Linked DNA regions of Mus musculus: region 2 is linked to region 1. The links are chromatin contacts, called in public HiChIP or PLAC-seq maps. All regions are on one chromosome and are shown on one strand. Each heading gives the region's core, a stretch centred on a gene start, on an enhancer-like site or on the middle of the called end of the contact. The rest is flanking DNA. Distances are from core to core; before and after follow the strand shown. Region 1 holds the start of Rusc1 (RUN and SH3 domain containing 1). Region 2 holds the start of Efna4 (ephrin A4).

Region 1 (6,165 bases), core at 2,614-5,113:
GTGTGTGCCATCACACATACTGACTTACAGTTTGTGGTGTTTGGATGATGTAATGATAGACTTCTGTTGAGAATCATAGGGATGACAGGGTGAGTCAATAAAAGTTCTGGAGCCCTGAGTTTGATCCCTAGCGCCCATGTACGAAGATGCATACTGACTCCCAAAAGTCACCCTCTGAACTCACTGCATGCTGTGGCATGCGAGCATCCACACCGAGGCACACCTCCCTCACCCCTGATCAGTGGAGGGCTGGTACTGTTCTAGTGGGTAAAGTGAGTTCTATCCCAGAACCCAGGGAAAGACGGAAACGGCAAAACAACTCCTAGAAGTTGTCCTCTGACTTCCACTTGTGTGCTGTGGTGTGTACATACAATAATAGAAGCCCTTGCACACAATAATAATAGAAGTTTGTTAAAAGAGAAAAAAGTGCTTAATTTTGTTGTGGAGGTCAAAAGCCTTCCCTACTGTATGTGAAGCCCCGAGTCCCATCCTCAGCACCTTTAACACAGTAAAGCCAGGTCGTTCAGTTAAAGCACTTGCTGTGTGACAAATGTGTAGCCTGACTGGAGCGGGAGGTGGTTCAGTGTTCAGGAGGTGGGCTGAGGACCCTGAGGTTGAGGCCAGCCTGGCCTTTATAGTGAGGTTGTCTCAAGGAAACAACCCAGAAGTGTCATGGGTGTTGTCTTCCATCTCCTTAACGGCGAGCTCTTGGGAGGCACCACTCTGAGGTCAGGGCTAGGCTCTGGGGATATCAAGTGAGTCCTTTGCTGAGATGAAGAGCATTTGCCGGCAGGCAAAGTGGCTCAGTTGGTAGCATGGAGTCTTGGGGTCATTGCCCAGCTGTGTACAGAAGCAGGCACTGCAGCAGACAGCTGTGATCTCAGCACCTGGGTCGTAGAGGTAAGGGCAGAAGTGCAGGTCCTTGGCCATGTAAGGAGCTAGGCTCTCTCCAAAGGGAAAAGCCATTTAGCCAGGGGGGTGCTCCTGGAAGTGTGACCGTCAGCCCATCACTGCGGGGAGTCAGGGTGGCAGTTAGTGCAGATGCCATGCATGCCGGATGATGGTGACTGGTTTGTTCCCATAGCTTGCTGAGTCTGCTCCCTCATACACCCCAGCACTGCCCGCCCAGAGGTGGGCAGCACTCACTGGGAAAATGCCTCACAGTCTTGCCCATGCCAATCTGGTGTGCGCATTTTTTAAGTTGAGAGTCCCTCTTTCCAAATAGCTGTAGCTTGTGTCAAGTTGACCTTAAACTCACCAACACAGTCACTTACTGGGGTAGAAATTCACTGATGCTTTGGAGAAGAGGGAGCCACATGAAGTTGTTTTACACTCTCCTGCTACCGGGGACTCTAGAGCCTGTTAGAGGTGCCAGAGGTGTGTTTTAGTTCATTAGCCTGAAAAAAAAAGGATGCCTACGTGGTATCGAGAGGAGGTCTCCACAGCCAACCCTTCTACCCAGTGTACAGCAGTGTTCAGAGCAGCAGCTGTCTCTGAGAGAGAGCTCCTCCTAGAGCCCTTCAGTCTTACCCTGTTCCTCTCCTAGCTCCAGGCTTTCTTCCTTGTGTCAGATGACATCATGGACTCTTCCCTCACTCGCCGGGGACAGATCTGCTGGTATCAGAAGGTAAGGCACGCAGGAAAGTAGCAATGGGTGTGGTAGACAGGCCATAGGAGAGGTGGTTGGGGTGTCTGCTGTGATGGTTTGAATCTGGCCAGCAGTAACTTGTTTCACACTGTTCCTAACAGCCAGGCATAGGCTTGGATGCCATCAACGACGCTCTGCTTCTGGAAGCCTCCATCTATCGTTTGCTGAAGTTCTACTGCAGGGAGCAGCCCTACTACCTGAACCTGCTGGAGCTCTTTCTGCAGGTGCATTGCAGTGGGGCTGGGGACCCACACCTGTCTCCTGTAGCTCTAGCCTCTGTGGCACGTGCTCTGCTGTGCTAGACTGGGAAGTGTGCAATGGCAAGTGAAGAAGGCTGTCATGTGATTGTGAGCATGCACGGAGCTGCTCTCTTCCCTCCTGCCTGCCTGCCTAGTTGTCAGCTGCTTGGGATGCAAGCATTTCCTGGTCCCGGAGAAAGCCTGGCTCAGAGCCCGTGTGTTATTTTCTTCCCTAGAGTTCCTATCAGACAGAGATCGGGCAGACTCTAGACCTCATGACAGCACCCCAGGGCCATGTGGATCTTGGTAGATACACTGAAAAGAGGTGAGGCCACTAGCAATCATGTGTAGACAGAGACTAAAGATGGGCTGTGTCCCCATGAATGCATCTTCTCCCCTGACTCAGGTACAAATCGATTGTCAAGTACAAGACGGCTTTCTACTCTTTCTACCTGCCTATTGCGGCCGCCATGTACATGGTGAGTTGGTGGCACTTCCACTGTTTTCTTTCGGGGACGCTGGGACAGGAGGGCATTTACTGTGTGACGGTGTGACCTCGGGCAAGCCCTCTGTCCCTCTGATACTGGAAAGTGGGCAGAGTTGAGGCCTGTGGATGGTACATCTGGCGGGGGGCGGAGGGGGGGCGGCAGAGCGAAATTGAGGCTGAGGCAGGAGACTAGGTGTGGAGGTGGTTTATGGGTCAGGTCTTCGTTTCATTTTGTAAGAAGTTGAAGTTGAAAGTGGAACCGTAATGGCTGCAGCTCCCAGGGGAAGATGTGTGGTCATGCTGCCTACCCTGTCTCCTACAGGCAGGCATTGATGGGGAGAAGGAACACGCCAATGCCCTGAAGATCCTGATGGAGATGGGCGAGTTCTTCCAGGTCCAGGTAGGCAGGTCCTGCAGCCCAGAGTGCATATTTTCTCTTTCCCGGCCTGGGGACCTCCTCATCTCTCCTTTATGCCTGCTGCCTAGGACGACTACCTTGATCTCTTTGGAGACCCCAGTGTGACGGGAAAGGTCGGCACTGACATCCAGGACAACAAATGCAGCTGGCTGGTGGTTCAGTGTCTGCTACGAGCCTCTCCTCAACAGCGCCAGATCTTAGAGGTGCTCGAGTGGGGCCTGGGAGTGGCATGTCCCTTTGCTAAGGGGATGGAGGAGGGGTGGTTAGGAAAGCAGGGTGATTTTGCTGTCCAGGAGACATTGGGCAACTAAGTGCAGTTTGATGTTTGTGCTGAAGGTGGCTAGCAGGCAGAACCGGGAAGGTTTTGGATAGTGCCAGACAACGCATGCTGCCCAATAACTCAGCCGTGTCAAGGCTGGGAAACCCTAGAGGAAGTAGAATCCAGAGCCAATACCTGAACTTTGGGCTCGGGAGGCAATGCTTGGTATCTTGGATCCCCAGAGAGGAGAGTTTTGCCAGTGTCTGGAGTGAATGAATGAGTTGTGAGGGCCTTTGGACCCAGCCAAGTAAAGCTGTTTTCGTGCTTCCAGGAGAATTATGGGCAGAAGGACCCAGAAAAAGTGGCTCGGGTGAAAGCACTGTATGAGGCGCTGGATCTGCAGTCTGCTTTCTTCAAGTATGAGGAAGACAGTTACAACCGCCTCAAGAGTCTCATAGAGCAGTGCTCTGCGCCCCTGCCCCCATCCATCTTCATGGAACTTGCAAACAAGATCTACAAACGGAGAAAGTGACCCCGGAATTGGAGAGGCTGGGAGGGAGGGGGTCTCAATAAATTATTGTTCAACATCCTGTGGTTTTATTCTTGTGGCAGTCAGGAGTTCAGCTTTATCCAGAATGCAGGGGTGGGAGAGGGCAGCTTGGAATCCAGGTTGGCAAAAGCATTCCTTGAGACCCAAAGCGTCTGCTTTGTAGATGGGTGACATAGGCACAACGTCAAGTGTTGCGTGGGGGTTGAGGGGCGGTCCTGAGCTATGCCACGCCCATGCGTGAAGGGGTGCGGCTGCGCAGCCACAGTGGGTTTTGCCGGTGCCCCTCCCCTCCGCTCTGTTCCCTGCTGGGCGGGGACGCAGACGAGCCCAAGGCCGGAGCGATTCCAGGAGGACTGCGGTGAGGAGGGCTCGGTCTGAGGGTGCGGATGGATGGATGGATAGATGCATGGATGGATGGATGGATTGATAGCACAGGAGAGGAGCAGTTAAAAGAATAAAGAAACGGGCGATGGCTGGGTGATGGGAGACGACACAGAGTGAATGGACAAATCTTGGCGTTGCGGTGGGTGAGGACACAGGAGGAAGGCTAGAGCTGAACAGGGACTGGGACAGATGCAGAGCTGACAGCAGAATGCTTCCCCTTGCTCCAGCCCAGACCCCTCTCCTGCGTTAACAAACCAAACCCTTCGTCTTGTTCCCCACCATCCACCTCACTAGAGCATCCGGGCGGGGTCCCCTTCCTCCCAGGGTTAGGCTGGAGGACAGAGCTTGATTAGGAAGAATCGGTGTATTCTGGGCCCTATTCTTTTTCAAGCATCGCACCCCCATATTCTGGGCCCCACTCTTTTTTCAAGCTTCGCAGCCCCACAAAGATCAGAGTACAACTGCATTCTCTGATGACCCTCCTTTCTCCGTTCCCTGGAGGTTATGTTCAGCTCCACCTGCAAATACTGCAGTGGGAACTAATGGCCTGTCCGTGGTGATTTGAATCTCATTTAAATATCTCCCAAAGCAGCCAGATCCTTCCCAGGCCTGTTCTAGTCCTCAGTCACCTCCAGTGCCCTTACCCGTGATCTAGGTTTCAACCACCCCTGTTTTCTAGGTCTGCATCTACACTGTCAGGTAGGTGGATGTGAGACGCTGGATCCTCTTGGTTCTCTGAAAGCCATACGTCGTCCTCCCTCGGCACCATGCTGTCCCCTCAGCGGGCTTTACTCTGCAACCTCAATCACATCCATCTCCAGCATGTCTCCCTAGGCCTGCACTTGTCCCGCCGTCCTGAACTACGAGAGGGGCCTCTGAGCACACCCCCGCCCCCGGGAGACACCGGGGGCAAGGAAAGCAGGGGGCCCTGCAGCGGGACCCTTGTGGATGCCAACTCCAACAGTCCAGCTGTGCCCTGTAGATGCTGCCAGGAGCACGGGTCCAGCATAGAAAATCAGCAGGACCCTTCCCAGGAGGAAGAGGCTGTTTCCCCTTCAGATCCAGGATGCTCTTCCTCTCTCAGCTCCTGCTCAGACCTTAGCCCTGATGAGTCTCCAGTGTCAGTCTACTCGCGAGACCTGCCTGGTAATGAGGATGCAAACCCTCAGCCTAGCACCTTGGAGCTGGGCTCTCCTCTGGCTCCAGCGGGCCCTAGCACCTGCTCTCCAGACAGTTTCTGTTGCTCTCCTGATTCTTGCTCTGGAATATCTTCTCCACCTGGACCTGACCTGGACTCGAACTGCAACGCCCTGACCACCTGCCAGGACCTACCTTCCCCAGGCTTGGAGGAAGAGGAAGACAGTGGGGAACAGGATCTTGCTACCTCTGAGCTCTCAGAGACCGAAGATGGGAGAATCGACGCAGGGAAAGCAGAGCCCAGTTGGAAAATTAACCCCATTTGGAAAATTGACACAGAGAAAACTGAAGCTGGGTGGAAAACCATCGAGGACAGTGACTCTGGTCGGAAAACAGACGAAAATACAAACTCGAGCTTAAAAACGGAATCTGGGAAATTGGCTTCTTGTTTGAACACCAATTCTGGTTCGAAAATAGATGCAGGGAAAACTGATGGGGGATGGAGAGGTGACGTCAGCCAGGAGCCGGTGCCCCATCGGACAATCACGTCCTTCCATGAGCTGGCCCAGAAGCGCAAGCGGGGTCCAGGGCTGCCCCTTGTGCCGCAGGCCAAGAAAGATCGCAGCGACTGGCTCATAGTCTTCTCGCCCGACACTGAGCTCCCGCCGACTGGGTCCTTGGGAGGTTCTTTGGCACCTCCCCGAGAAGTCACCACCTTCAAGGAACTCCGGTCGAGAAGCCGAGCCCAGCCTCCGCCAGTCCCGCCCCGGGACCCCCCGGCTGGGTGGGCTTTGGTCCCGCCTCGACCGCCTCCCCCACCCGTCCCTCCGCGGAGGAAGAAAAATCGACTTGGGCTGCAGCCTATTGCAGAGGGGCTGTCGGAGGAGGGCAGGGCGGCCAGCCCCCGGGCTGGTGAGGAGGCATCCGCCTCGCAGGAGCCGGAGGAACCGCGCGCGCACGCCGTGGGTAAGAAGCGCGGACCCGCAGGAGGGCGGGTCCTGAGCCCGCCCCTGGTCCCCTCCTTCTGCAGTGTCCTTCCCGCC
Region 2 (6,165 bases), core at 2,165-4,664, 240 kb before region 1:
ACTAAGGGTTCAAGACTCAGAAAGACTTGGAGTACTCAGTCAATCCAAGGACTCAGGACCAGTAAGTAGCAGGCAGAGAAACAAGGACAGCCAGAGTGGGTGAGCCAGTCACCACCAGAAGGCTCTGCTGAGCTCTTTCAGCTGGCCCAATCAGTGGCTTTGAGAGATGGTTCTATCCATGCCCTTCACAGCGACCAGAGCCATGGGATAATGGGGCCTTGTGCAAAAGGACCTTCCGTGTGCTAAGATCTGATAAGGCCCAGGACATCATGTGTGAAAGGATGCCAAGTGCCCAGGGCCTAAGCCCTCTACCTTTAATGGCAAGAGGGTGTGTATGGAGTCAGCCTGCATGTCCCCTCCAGCACATGCCACTCCCCGCATGCAGCTCAGTGACCTCACTGCCTCTGGGGCCCTGCTGCCCTCTCTGAACACTAACCCCTTTCTGCCCACATCTGTCTGTTTCCTCTTGCCTACTCTGCCTGTCTGCTCCTCCTGCCTTCTCAGCAAGCTAGTGTGGTCAGCTTTCCAGTGCCCCCCTCCAGGCCGCTGCCACCTAACCCCGTGCCCAAGAAACTCCAGGTAAATCTGGGCTGGGCCTTGCCCTGGCTCAGGACAGGTGGGAGGTGTGGTGCCCAATCGCAGTTCTCATCCCTGCTTCCCCCCAGTGGTGTTCTTCATTAGGAGACCAGGGTGCCCCCTCAGCCTTCAAAGTCCCAGATGCAGCAAAGGGTGAGCCTCCCGCCATGGTCTCTACTACCACCTGGTGGTCTATAGTAGGACTGCAGCCATCCAGGGACTCCGTGATCGATCTGCACCTTCCTTCCCCGGGGCTCTGCGCATGCTCCCGTTTTCCTCTGGACACTCCCACCCCCACCCTCGGCTGAGTTTGCATGTCGACCCCTGGGTAGTGTCTGCACGCTCACTACCTTGGACCATGCTTTCCAAGCCACTGCTCCTCTCTTTGTTCAGGCTGCGCTGGCTGACCGATCCAATCCCCCCACTCGCCCTCTGCCCGCTGACCCTGTGGTGAGGCGCCCAAAGGTAACAGTGAGGGGGAACAGGACATTGCCTCTCCTACCTAGAGCAATGGTGGCAATGGGAGACAGGTTGCCTCCCTCTGTGCCTGACGGCATGTATCCCAGTGGCACCTTTGGTAGTGACAGGTTTGTTTGGAGACAAAAGTGACCACTAGCACGGCTCTTAGAACCCCTACATTGTGGGTGAGAAACATGACCTCTTTCCAAACTGGCCTTCTTTCTCAGTCTCAGGGGCCTACCAAACCCCCACCCCCAAGAAAGCCACTGCCTGCCAACCCACAGGGCCAGCACCCACCAGGTGACCTGCCTGGCCCAGGAGATGGAAGCTTGCCGCTGGTGGTGCCCTCCAGGTAGGTGAAGAGGGTGTTGCTGAGGTTAAGTGACTTGCTGCCAGCGAGGCATCTAGGCAGGAGTTCTGACCATTTTCCTTCTTGGCTTTTCTAAACTCCAGGCCAGCTCCACCACCCCCTGCAGCATCTTCGCTCTACCTCTGACCTCTGGAGATTTGGCTGCCTCCTTCTCAAGCTCTAAGACTCAAAGAAATGGAACCTCTGCCCCAAACACTAGAGAAGCAGGAGAACAGACAATCTGGTGTCCAGCCCTAAAGAACCACCAGGCGCTGTTAAGCAATACCTGGGGACGCACTAAAATAGCTGCAGCGGGATGCTGGGGAGGGGCCGAAGCCGGGGCTGGAGTAGGTGGCGGAAGGACATGGACACTGTCTATCTCTGCTCTGTTGTAATAAATGTGAGATCTTGGAATGTGTCTGCTCCTGGAAGCTGGGTAGTTCCTGCTGTTTGCAGGTCTGGCCACTAGGAGACGCTGCTGGGTCAAACCAGGGCCTGTAGAATAGGATCACTTCCCAGAAAGGGTCAACAAGAATGTGTCACTTAGGATGCCTCTGGCTTGCTTCTGCCCAGTCTGGGTCCGATGGCCTCTGGACTCCCAAGTTCTCCCCAGCAATGCTGCTCAGCCCCCACCACAGCTAGAGACAAATGACCTAAGTCGTCAGACCTGCATCCCCACCCTCTGACCAGTGGCTGGGAAAATGGATCTAACTGGTGTTCTCAGAGCCCTGAGCCTGGGTGGAGCAGGGCAGCGGCTGCTTGGATTCCAAGGCTTCACACCTGCCTCCTCCACTTCCCTGCCCCCACCTGAAGGTTCCAGAACAAAGGTGCTTTGTGCTTTGTACTGATTGCTACCACCTCATCATTTAGACCTCAGGACTGAGGACTCCTGGGAGAGAGGTGTGTGCGGATAAGGGGCAGGCTGTGTCCCACAATGGTCACCCAGCACGATGCTCTAGAGGAATGTCAGGGGTGTCCCCAGAGCCACTTCAGTCCTTCCCCTTGTACCATCTGCGTGTGCAAAGCAAAAGAACAATGCATGGAAGGTAATTCTGCTTCAGCCTCCAAAAGTATCTGGGGTATCAGGTGCTGGCCATCATGTGTGTGTGTGTGTGTGTGTGTGTGTGTGTGTGTGTGCGCGCGCGCGCGCGCGCACGGCACCTATGTACACACTTTCCTACCCCCAAATAGGAACTTGCTGTGTGCTGACTAGAATGCTGGATTCTTCTATGGGTGTACTTCATGTGCCATCCAGCTCTGACCTCCCAGACTTCAATGAGGCTTTCTACCTTGAACCAATGAAGACACAAAGGACAAGATCTAAACATAAACCGAACCGGCCCTCTTAGGTGGTGCTGCATGAACCCCGTGGCTGTAATCCCAGCACTGGAGAGGATAGAGCAGGAGGATCATTGCCAGTCTGAGGCCAGCCTGGCTTATAATAGAAGTTCCAAGCCAGCCAGACTTTAGTGTTAAGACCCTGTTTTAAACAAAATAAAGTACAACATAGGATTTGAAAGAAGACAGCCTTGGTAAAGTGCTTACCTGAGTTTGGATAACCAGCACCCGTGTAAAAAGCCCTAAGTTTAGTGGTTTATTTCTGTAACCCCTCCGTGGGTGGGAGGGGTGAGGTGGGGCTAGGAAACAGGAGCACCCCCTCCTACCCCGACCCCAAGCTTACAGGACTGCAAGCCAAGCCAATCAGGGTTCAGTGAGAGACCCTGTCTCAAAAAATAAGGTGGAGAAGGAATAGAAGCGCCGACACGTACACACACATAGAAAACCAAAACCCTCAAGCATTAAGTCCTTAGTGGAATATCCACCATGCCACCCTCTTCCAGCACAGTGAGATAACAAAGGGACGCTTTGGCTAACCTGGAGCGCTCGGGGCACAGGAAGCACAAAGGGTTAACAAGAGTTGGCGCTGAGTAGAGAGGCGGAGACAAGTTTTCATTGGTGGAAAGTTACCCAGGGCTGTGGTCTAGGAGCCTCCACACCCCTCCTCCGTTCCGTACCCCCCACCCCCCTCCACTTTTGTACCTTTCTCGCCGGGACAGAGAAGTGGGCCGGGACCAGCCGGGCCAGACCAGACTGGACCCCAGGGGCGATGCGGCTGCTGCCCCTGCTGCGGACTGTGCTCTGGGCCGCGCTGCTCGGCTCGCGCCTGCCGGGGTGCTCCAGCCTCCGCCACCCAATCTACTGGAACTCCTCTAACCCCAGGTAGCACGGCCGAGCGAGGCGAGAGCCGAGCTGGGCCCGCGCGCTCCCAGGCTGTGCGCGCGCCCGCTGCTCGCCTTTTTGCAAGGCGCTGTCTGAGCCCTGCCCAGCCGCGCGATGGGGCTCCTTTGTTTGAGCCGGCGGGGGAGGGGCGAGGCGTGCCCGGGGGTCCCCCCCCGCCCGAACGTGTGTGTGGGGGCGAGCGGACCACCCTAGTCCTGAGGGTGGTCGGTTGGAGTCTGAGAGCAGGGAGCTGAGGGGGCCTGGGCCCCGTATTCCGGGTCCCGCCCCCCTTTTCTAGGGAGCCCAAACCTCCGGCGGGGCAGGAGCTGGGGTGGACCGCTGAGAACCAGGGAGGGATTTTTACCCAAGTGAAAGAACGTTGAGTTCCTCTCTGGTTCTGAGAGCCTCTCGGGCCCCTGGATATCTCTGCTTCCATCTTGATCTTATTTCTGTCCAATCCTGGCCCTGTTCTTCCATCTGATTCACCTGTGGGCCAGTCATTTGACCTTGCTCACCTCAGTTATGTCATCTACAAAATGGGCTAATAATACCCAGTACCCTGGGAAGCAAGTGGACTGACTGAGGTCAGGCTTGTGGAAAGGAGTGCCGCTGTACAGATTTCAATGCTTATTTCTTCCCCTCTGCTGAGCTGGCTGCCTTTGAACCTCGGTATTTTTTGCTGTTTGCATCCTGCTTCCCATTCCTCCCTGCCTCTCTGCCTTCCCCATCTGTTTTCCTTTCTGATTTTCTACTTCAGACAATCTGTGGCTCTGTTCATTTATTCACTAACATTTGATAAGCACATACTCTGTGTGTGTGTCAAGACCAGTGCTGAGCTGCTGGGCTTTACCAATGAAACCCTGCCCCGTGGGAGGCCACAGCCCCCCAGGGAGGGCAGGCCTAAAGATAGTCATTCCAATACCAATACCGGGTGATAAGCGCTATTGTCCTGGACTCTGACTTCTTCTATCTCAGTTCCAGACCAGTCCCTCAGCCCCCAGCTCTTGTGTTTCTAGTTCATTCACCAAATTCACAAGTATTTCCTGAGCTCTGGCTTGGCAGGGGGTGTTTCTCCACACCCAGTGTGATGAAGCATACAAAGATCCTATCTCCCCTCTGTTCCTGGTTCCTTCTCTGGCTAGTGGTCAGAGCCTAGCCCAGGAATCCTTCTAATCAAGAGTCGACACAGCAGGTGGTTCTTGGCCACCCACTGAAGGATGTTTAGAGGCCTTTTCTAAATCATGCTTTGTTGTGTGCGTGCCTGTGTTGGACTCATTCGGTATGTGGTGCTTGGGGGGTGGCCTGTCCGGCCCTTCTCGCCTGTCCTGGCCCCTTCGGGCTGCTTCTGAGAGGAGAGGAAGAGAATCTTGATTGTGTGGAGGGGACTGTCTTGATAATGAGCATCTACTTGTCTGCTTAAGAAAGGAAGCTGGACTGTGTGTGGTGGCCTGTAAATCCCAGTCTTTGGAAGGCTGAGGTCACACATAGGGCTCACAGCCAGAGGACCCTCCATCAGCCCCTGCACTCACTCACACATACCCACATACACATTCACGCATAGCTTAAAAAAATGATAAAATGAATGAAGACTGAGGTAAAGCAGGAAGATAGTGAGTTCAAGGCCAGCCTGGGCCATATAGTAAAATCTGTAAAAAGTGAAAAAGCGCCCACCTACTCATTTTCTTTTCACTGTGGGGGGCAAGAGTCTACCTCTCGCTGTGATGACACTGAAGACCCTCCCAGCTCCTGCTTCATGTCGGTAACTATTCTGTGGGCATATATCTGTTCCCTGCCTCAGTGTCCTGGCAACGTTCGTCCTCTTAGCAAGCACAGATGGTAGGCCAGGCCCCATGGGGGTGGGGGGGGGGGCAATAGGCTGCAGGGAAGGTGCCCCTATAGATAGGGTATGGTGATGGTCTCCTCGACAATAACAAGCCTTGTGGGCTGGGCACTGCAGCTTCTAGCCTTGCTAACACTGACATGATGGGCACATTTATCTATCAAGGAGAGGTTCAGTCTGGGAATTGGCGCAGGCATGTAAGCTCAGCTACTTGAAAGGTTAGGACAGGAGGGTCGTAGATAGGTTCAAGGCCTGCCTAAACTATAGAGCCTGTGCGATTTAGCAATACCCTGTTCCAAAAAAAAAAAAAGCTAGTTATAGCTCAATAATAGAACATTTGGTTCAATCCCAGCTACCAAAAAAGGGAGGACATTTTTTTGAAACGGGGTGGATCTCTCTTAGAAACTCATGTATTCCTGAACTATTCCATCTCTAGTGGGTATGACAGAGGCAGGCTCAGACCCCACATGTGCCCCAGTGGTCCTATGCTATAGCCTATCAGCCAACACTCCCTTGTGCCCACAGGTTGCTCCGAGGAGATGCCGTGGTGGAGCTGGGCTTCAACGATTACCTAGACATCTTCTGCCCACATTATGAAAGCCCAGGGCCCCCAGAAGGCCCGGAAACCTTTGCATTATACATGGTGGACTGGTCAGGCTACGAGGCCTGCACGGCAGAGGGGGCAAATGCCTTCCAGCGCTGGAATTGCTCGATGCCTTTT

Evidence for each region. HiChIP or PLAC-seq counts read pairs in DNA pulled down with a chosen protein or histone mark.
Region 2: an HNF4G HiChIP or PLAC-seq map of pancreatic cancer cells shows a contact between it and region 1. The contact joins the promoter of Efna4 here to the promoter of Rusc1 in region 1. A contact is called at or near these places in 4 of 39 promoter capture datasets (the C10 cell line, embryonic stem cells, pre-B cells and 1 more), 2 of 484 Hi-C or Micro-C datasets (both in embryonic stem cells), 6 of 115 datasets of contacts at active chromatin or transcription factors (embryonic stem cells, memory CD8 T cells and pancreatic cancer cells) and 3 of 9 other capture datasets (adipose tissue, liver and pancreatic islet).

What each region holds. Positions count from the first base shown.
Region 1 is chr3:89,091,061-89,097,225 of GRCm38.p6, reverse strand. It overlaps Rusc1 (RUN and SH3 domain containing 1), which reads left to right and starts at 3,863. Exons shown (of 11, transcript NM_028188.2): 1 at 3,863-3,959; 2 at 4,665-6,088. The coding sequence starts at 4,753. Fdps (farnesyl diphosphate synthetase) reads left to right here. Exons shown (of 10, transcript NM_134469.4): 4 at 1,547-1,627; 5 at 1,750-1,872; 6 at 2,124-2,212; 7 at 2,294-2,366; 8 at 2,697-2,774; 9 at 2,861-2,995; 10 at 3,383-3,638. The coding sequence ends at 3,583.
Region 2 is chr3:89,335,277-89,341,441 of GRCm38.p6, reverse strand. It overlaps Efna4 (ephrin A4), which reads left to right and starts at 3,414. Exons shown (of 4, transcript NM_007910.2): 1 at 3,414-3,604; 2 at 5,970-6,165. The coding sequence starts at 3,492. It overlaps Adam15 (a disintegrin and metallopeptidase domain 15 (metargidin)), which reads left to right. Exons shown (of 23, transcript NM_001037722.3): 20 at 505-579; 21 at 970-1,041; 22 at 1,263-1,387; 23 at 1,489-1,802. The coding sequence ends at 1,531.